2 separate regions of the Mus musculus genome follow, and region 2 is linked to region 1. Evidence: chromatin contacts called from public HiChIP or PLAC-seq data. All regions are on one chromosome and are shown on one strand. The core of a region is the stretch at or near the end of the contact, and the rest is flanking DNA. Distances in the headings are between cores, read along the strand shown. Region 1 overlaps Npas3 (neuronal PAS domain protein 3). Region 2 overlaps Npas3 (neuronal PAS domain protein 3).

Region 1 (3,618 bases), core at 521-3,020:
TCCTTAGCGTTTAATGTTCTTTCTTCCCATGTGAGAAGAAATCCTTTGATCCATTCAGACTGTTCTTGGTACACACGGCTTTACCAAAATGCTTAGTTTCTCTAATTATACTTTAATAGAATCTAGCAGCATATAGTTCCTATAATAACTTTTACATATATTGGCAATAAATCACCAAATGAAAGATGTCTTACATCTGATTTCTGATTTGAACTGTTTATATATTGACATCTTGATGTATTTTATTGAACTTGTACTTGTTGCAAATTTTTCAAGAATTTCCATTTTCTTCTGCTGATGTAGAAGTAGAGATTAATAACAATAACGAACTTTAACTGGATATTCACAGTTAAAAATTAAAAATAAATATTTTATGCATATGCTGAACTATGGTCAAACTGTTTATGTGCTCTCCAAATACAGGAAATGATATGGAATGTTCCAAATTAAGTCCTGGTAAGACCTAACAATAATAAAGAGTAATTAAAATTATTTTATGTATTCTCACTGAATATGAGTTATATAAGTCCACAAAATTTAACTCAAAAAACAAATCAAAAATTTAGTATTCAAATTTACATCTGTAACATCTATAATTTTTTCAAAATTTAAAATTCTATGCTAGCCTACTGTGGTTACAGCCATCAATTTTTATCATATGTCTTATACAGACCACAGTACATTTTTCTGTTTCGGGGGAGGGGAGTAGGAAGTCTGTAATATTAACGTAAAAAAAAATTCTCATTTTGGCATGCCTCTAACAAGAGCTCCTGTAACAGTCTGTCTGAACTCAGCCCCTACACTCAGGGATCCTCCGGAATTTTTAAATCCACCCTGGAAAATGTAACATTTTGTTAAGCAGCTGATGCTATACACACGCTGGGCCAGGCCGAGCATTCCTTCGTCCTGATGTCATGGGCCAGCGTTTGTCTCAGAAGACATCTTTTGTAATTTCAACCAAAAGGCAAAAGAAACCAGAGCTGTGAACAGACAGAGGGAGCGAGGAGGAAAGCTACTTAGAACAATTCCCTCAAAAGCATTCTGACACAAACCTGTCTATTTTTAAGTCACTCAACATGCACCCTCGAACATAAAGCCTTCCGACTTTTATGAAGTATTGTGTGTATTTTCAGACTGTTGGTTTTTAAAATATCCCTGCTTTATGGTAATGTGTCACAGGGAAGTTAGCTATAGTTTCATGAAAGACGTTTTCATTCCTGACTGGCATCTTCTCAATAGCTGGGGCCCAGGCACACCGCTCTCTTCCCGGCAAGGCCCTCTGGGCTGAGAACAGTGCGGCATTCATAACTTACTCTCGGCCCTGCGGGGCAGTGCACAGAAAAGCTTCTCTAGCCTAATGGGTTACATCACTGCAAAGTCTTCCACTTGGCCTAGGTGAAAAACATGAATGCATGCCCCATTCATTTCTCCACCTTAAAAAAAAAATCGAGTAAAATCATATCCACTCTGGAGGGGAGACCTGCATTCCCACAGGCCGGCTGGAAAAAAATGTCCGACCCTGCCCTCAATCCTCGGCAGTGCCACCACAAACTTGGTGAGCCCACGACTCAGTAGCCCCCTCAAGATGATAGTTCCAACCTGGGCCCCCACCAAATAATATTTCAAAATCATGTATGAATTGATTATTGTTAGTATCACCTTTAGATGGAGGTCACATTTTAAAAATATACTGACATGCAGTCATGGAAACAAAACCCTCCCTCTCCACTGACCTCAGCACCATAAACCAGTGCAAACAGACGGCTCCCCGGGTCCTGGCTCCACAGCTTCCTGATGGTCAGAACAAATCAGCCCCGTCCAACGCTTTTCTGAACATGCCAAATATCTGTGATTCCTTGCAAGGTAGGCACCCGGTAGTCTAGCCAAAATATTTTCTATTGAACAGAACACATTCCCCTTTCTCCTTATTAGCATATGCGTTTCTCAGCGGAACCCGGGTTAAGACTTCTGAACATTCCTACCTTTTTCCTAAAACATAAGCTTAAGTGTGGGCACATTTGTGGGGAGGAAAGCCCGTGGCTCTTATGCTCCCTGCAAATCATACAAACGCAAGTGAGCGATGTCAACTCAGAGCCCCCTGCTCGTGTCTCTGAAAGTGAGGTCCCCAAACTACCGCTACACAGTGGCAATCTGAAAGGGCGTGGCATTCCACAGAGTTCAGAATCCCCGGTGAATTCCATGTCCACTCAGGTATCTGTGAGAATGCCCACTCTATGCCCTCTCTGAATGACAGGTTAACTCACGTCAATCATGAAGCACTGTGGACTTTCTGACTGATGCCTCACTCACAGCCATCTGCCCTTGATCACGACCGTCCACCTTCTCTCACCAGCCATGCTGTGACAGAACCGTAAAGCTTCTCCTAGATCCTTCCCATGCATTATGGAGACTCAGCTGCTGACATCCAGGCCCCGACTCTAAGACCTGAGCATCCTTGTGAAACACACGTAGGCTGACTGCTTGTCCTCCTGTGAGCCCTTGAGACCGATCTCAGCCTCTGATTTCTTTCCTCTTCCATGGCATGCCCTCTCTTGGGAGTTTAGTTCCATTTCATTTGTTCAATAAATACAATCTTTCATGGACATATGTAGAAACAAGCAAATAAACGTGGAAAAAAAAAAAAAAAACCCAAAAACTTCCTCAGAAAGCCTCCACCGAAAATTCCAAAAGAAAGTCAAGTCTAAAAGAAGCTAAAAGTCTAACAGAAGTTTTTGTTTTCTAGACAAAACGTGTCTCTTTGGCATTAGACAAATGCTGCAGGAAACACTGGGGGTTATGATTTGCGTAGGAACAGCTAACACGGCAGGCAAGGCGAATCCTCCTAAGCAGTCCCTGGCTGTGGTGCTTGTGTTGTGTGGATGTCTGTCCTGCAGGTTACCGACTAGAAAGCAAAGCCCAACAGATTCTACAGCGCACTGGAGCATCTACTCAAACATGGCCTAAATTCCACGAACGTAAGACAGAGGTCATGGAGAGCTCTATTGTCAAGCCCACCACTAAGATGTGCCTTCCTCCTCACCAGCGTGTCCTTAGGTGACGATAAGCAGGCCTTGCTAAGACAGGATATTTAGACATGCCAGGACATATGGCCCCCATAAATTTTTAGCGATAATCATTATCATAATTTAAAGAACCCCCATTAAAAGGAAATCGACATAAATTGGTCCTCAAATTATTTACATCCTTCTGCACACTATACTCTGGACTTGAGGGGTTGACATCCAATCAGAGAAATCCCTCGATGCAGCCATTTTTAGGAATCGGATCCTGAGCTTCAGAACTTCTGAATGACTAAGCCAGAGCTGCAGACTCAGAGGTCATCCTTCCACAAAGTCTTTTAGGAGACAGTGGGGGGAAAAAAAATCACAGAATATTCACATGACTGAGGATAATTAATGTCAACTATTTCCACCCTATGAAAGAAAATGGGTCTTCTGTTAAGAATGAACAATGGGGACATTATTGTGGTTCCATTGTGTTTTTTGAAGAAGTTCCCATCTCAAAAATGCACGTGCAAATCCTATCCCAGGCCTCCTCAACTCACTGATACCACTGCTACAGAAAAGTTTGTGAATGCTACAAGACCTAAGCTGCTTT
Region 2 (3,817 bases), core at 554-3,053, 570 kb before region 1:
CTGTCTGTTTCATGCCAGGCCAACTGCTGTATGTAGGTAATGCAAGCAGAGGTCATCACAAGCTTTATCACATCTGACCTGCTGTGATACCTTAGGAAAACCGAGAACAAATTCCCTAGGTAGCACTGTAATGTCGGGGTATGTTAGATAATGCAGAATGCTTAGTGATTTGCTAAACGCTGTGAGAAATGAGGTTGAGGCAGAGGTTGTGAGACACAGAGGATGGTGAGGGTTTGGAAAAAGAGAATCTCTGTTTTATTCCGTCACTCGAATCACCCTTAAAAGATTATCATCATGCTCCTATCTAAAAAGGTCAGTTGGTGTTTAAGAGTTCCCAGTCTACCAGTTTGAAAAGACTTTCCACCTCATCTCTATGTAAATTCTGATTTGTGTTTCAGCAATTTGCTTTGCATCAAAATGCTTTGCCTATTTCTGTCGCTAGCATTTGCTCACCTAGTTTTCTCCACATGGATGCCCTTCTCCCAGCAGATCCATTTTACTCATTAGTCATAGTCTGGTCCACTCCCATTTTATATTCCCTGTTTAGCCACGTGTTCTTTCTTGCCTCTGTCCTACTGAGACACTGAGTCACCCAGCACTCCATCAGTGGAGACTATGTATCACCCCTTAAATGTTAATGTCTCTGCCTTATTTCTACAATTTAGGTTTAAGCTTTCCAATGATACAGAACACACATCTTAAATGCCTTTATACTCCTCTCTGCAGCTTTCAGGGTCTTTATAAATACTTAGTTGATGAGTGTGCCTATGTCAAGCTGGTTTTCCTTTGTGCTGGGGATGAAAGCGTGGTAGGGGGAGGGAGGCAGAGGGCAAGCTAGGAGTCAGTTAGGCTACCTATTCCAAGACTGCGCCACTCATCCCGTCCCACACGTAGAGAATATGAGGTGGACTCAGCACACATTTCTGATCTCTCAGAGGTCAGTCAGCAAGCTATAATTTCCCTCTCTTTGTGAAAACTGGTAAGACTTCTCTATTTCCCACACAGCAATACTGTGAAGATAAAAGGAGAGGCAGTGCCTGGGTAGCAGTGGTAGGGGCATTGGAGACTCTCAAGAGGCACGTGGGGGGCCTCTTCATGCACACACAAACTCTGAGTGTCAGGGCCAGCCACAGATTGTTCTTTTTCTGTGTGTGGATTCTCTCCCTCTGGGCAGCCACATCATTTCCAGGTTAAAGGGTATGCTATACACTCTCCCCGGGGAAGGAGCTATGCGGATAATGAGCTAAGACAGAGAGCTTTTACTGTGCTTAGGTAAACTGCAGTGACCCAAGGTTCAAGTTTTGGGGGACATATCTAATTAGATGTGGTAGGTGGAAAATTTCCTACATAAGGTTTCTACCGGTGTAATTAAGCCCTGAGAATCAAATCAGATTATGCTGGTAAGACACAGAGAGGCTTGGATCACACAGCCCAAATCGCCTCTCAGCAATTCTGCTTGGCCTTGACTCCTTTCAAGGTTGGTCTGTGGCAAATTGCCATACACGGATGTGGAGCTCTGACCACTTGCCAGAAGCTGGTGTGCTTCTCCAGCTCATCCCTGGGTAGCTGGGAAACAAACCTTTTCATTTTCTAATCAAACGGAGGGGATGGGCATTGGTGTAAATGTTTGTATGGAGCTCCTACCAGACCAGCCACCATGCTAAGAAACCAAGAAGAAAAGCAGAAGGCATTGTTTTAAAGTCATCTACACTGACAGAACAGGTAGCATGAGGGAGGGAGAAAGATGGCTTTGCAGTCCAGCACAGAGACGGGCACCTGGCAAGAGTCCATGAGTTCCCACAGGGGAGACACTCACTAGACTGCCATCCCTATGCTAAAGAAGCCATGACAGAGAACACAAGTCAGACTTGTGATACTGATGAATCCCTTCATTCTTAGGACATCCTAACAAAGATATCACTGTCACCAAAGTCTTTTGGATCATGTAGTCAGAGGCCAGGATGTTATGAATATTATGGCACCCCCAGGGCTAGCATAATGCATGGCCAGTGGCCAACAAATATATGCAGAATAAATATGAATGAATGGATACAGACAATGAGTGAATGCAAGAGACTCTTTGTGAGATTATCTTGAGTTGTATAGACTCAGAGAAGGTAGAGAGGCTTTTGACAGCAAAGGCTGGTAGCAGTGATCCCTCATGATCCCTCTGCTACCTTAAGCAGAAGGTGAGTTGGTGTGCAGTAGACGCTTTGCTCTGCAGGTCTGGTGTAGCTGGGATTCCAGGCTCAAAGTCTTCTCACAACCTCACTGTTTTATGACTACTGCCAAATAACTGGTCTTGGAATTTTAAGAGAAAAGTGACCCTCTTATACTTGTCATATTTCCTAAGTTTAGTCTCATATCCTTTGAGAACTCTACTGGCTGGTTTTGTGTGTCAACTTGACACAGGCTGGAGTTATCACAGAGAAAGGAGCCTCCCTTGAGGAAGTGCCTCCATGAGATCCAGCTGTAAGGCATTTTCTCAATTAGTGATCAAGGGTGGGAGGGCCTAGCCCATGGTGGGTGGTGCCATCTCTGGGCTGGTAGTCTTGGGTTCTATAAGAAAGCAAGTTGAGCAAGCCAGGGCAAGCAAGCCATAAGTACCATCCCTCCATGGCTTCTGCATCAGCTCCTGCTTCTTGACCTGCTTGAGTTCCAGTCCTGACTTCCTTTGGTGATGGACAGCAACGTGGAAGTGTAAGCTGAATAAACCCTTTCCTCTCCAACTTGCTTCTTTGTCATGGTGTTGTGTGCAGGAATAGAAACCCTGACTAAGACAATAATATTCTTTGAAGACAACTGGCGATCCTTCACCGCTATGCATTTCATTCACTTCGGTCATCAGAGATCAAGAACAAGTGGTTCCCACATCAAAAATCCAGTGTCACGAGTATCTCATATGGCAAGTAATACATGTATGCATCTAAATCCTGAATGCCACTCAAGACAAAACAGTGCAGGGCTCTCTGGGCAGGCCAAGGAATGGAGGCATTCTTTGTGACTAAGCGCCGCAGCTGGAAAAGCTTCCCCGTTGAAGGTTCTTTAAAACTTCTTTGGGTGATTTTTTTTTTTCTGCTTTAGACATAAGATTTATCTGTTTATTTTTATGTGTATGTACCTGCATGTGTTTATGTGCACCATGTGTGTTCAGGAACCCAAGGAAGTCAGAAGAGGGTGTTGGATTCTAGGGACTGGGGTCACAGATAGATGTAAGCTGCCATATGTGTGCATATGAGAATTGAACCTGGGTCCTCTGCAAGGACAGCCTGTGCTCCTAACTGCTGAGACACCTCTCTCAAAATTATTTAGAAATTTTTGTTCACTATTTTCTTACGAGCCTTTAAAATTTGTAAATTTTAAATATATATACATATAAATGTATATGTATACAATTCCAATGCTTGTTTCTGACACTGCTCTACAGCTCCATCGTTTCTTGCTGGTGGCCTTCAGAACCCTCTCCCTCCCCAAACCCTTCTTTTACTCCAGAACACCTAGCTTTTACAAATTCATTGATAGATTTCTATCTTTATCCCAACAAGACATTGCAGAGCGAATGAAGAAAGCGCTCACTTCTGTGATCAGTTTCTGAAGTCTATACACACTCTTACCTTTGGAAAATGGTACTTTCAAAGTAGGTTTTGATAATTCTCATCTGTACCGTGACTATGAGCGTAGGGTCCTAGAATTTTAACTGAGACAGATTCCACATCTCTCACAAATGTAACTGGAACCCCACTATGTTTATAGTAGTAGGTGCTGGCAGCAGAGACTGACTAAGGGGTTTCGGCTGTGTCCTATGCACTGCAATGCT

Evidence for each region. HiChIP or PLAC-seq counts read pairs in DNA pulled down with a chosen protein or histone mark.
Region 2: a contact with region 1 is called in an H3K27ac HiChIP or PLAC-seq map of oligodendrocyte precursor cells, with 3 times the contacts expected there. The contact joins two enhancer-like sites. A contact is called at or near these places in 1 of 39 promoter capture datasets (stem cell-derived epiblast-like cells), 1 of 115 datasets of contacts at active chromatin or transcription factors (oligodendrocyte precursor cells) and 1 of 9 other capture datasets (embryonic tail).

The regions. Positions count from the first base shown.
Region 1 is chr12:53,290,388-53,294,005 of GRCm38.p6, reverse strand. The region is part of intron 1 of Npas3 (neuronal PAS domain protein 3); the gene reads right to left. Gm51419 (a long non-coding RNA gene) reads right to left here. Exons shown (of 2, transcript XR_003950183.1): 1 at 1-3,618. Among named protein-coding and RNA genes, the nearest start is that of 1700030L22Rik, 25 kb to the left of the region's middle. Within about 2 kb of position 1,770, at least 104 of the 459 cell types and tissues checked have an H3K27ac peak or open chromatin away from gene starts, as enhancers often do. A contact at or near this core is called in oligodendrocyte precursor cells, where this site is marked.
Region 2 is chr12:53,862,612-53,866,428 of GRCm38.p6, reverse strand. The region is part of intron 5 of Npas3 (neuronal PAS domain protein 3); the gene reads right to left. Gm35614 (a long non-coding RNA gene) reads right to left here. Exons shown (of 2, transcript XR_381599.3): 2 at 1-3,817. Among named protein-coding and RNA genes, the nearest start is that of Gm35614, 33 kb to the right of the region's middle. Within about 2 kb of position 1,803, at least 18 of the 459 cell types and tissues checked have an H3K27ac peak or open chromatin away from gene starts, as enhancers often do. A contact at or near this core is called in oligodendrocyte precursor cells, where this site is marked.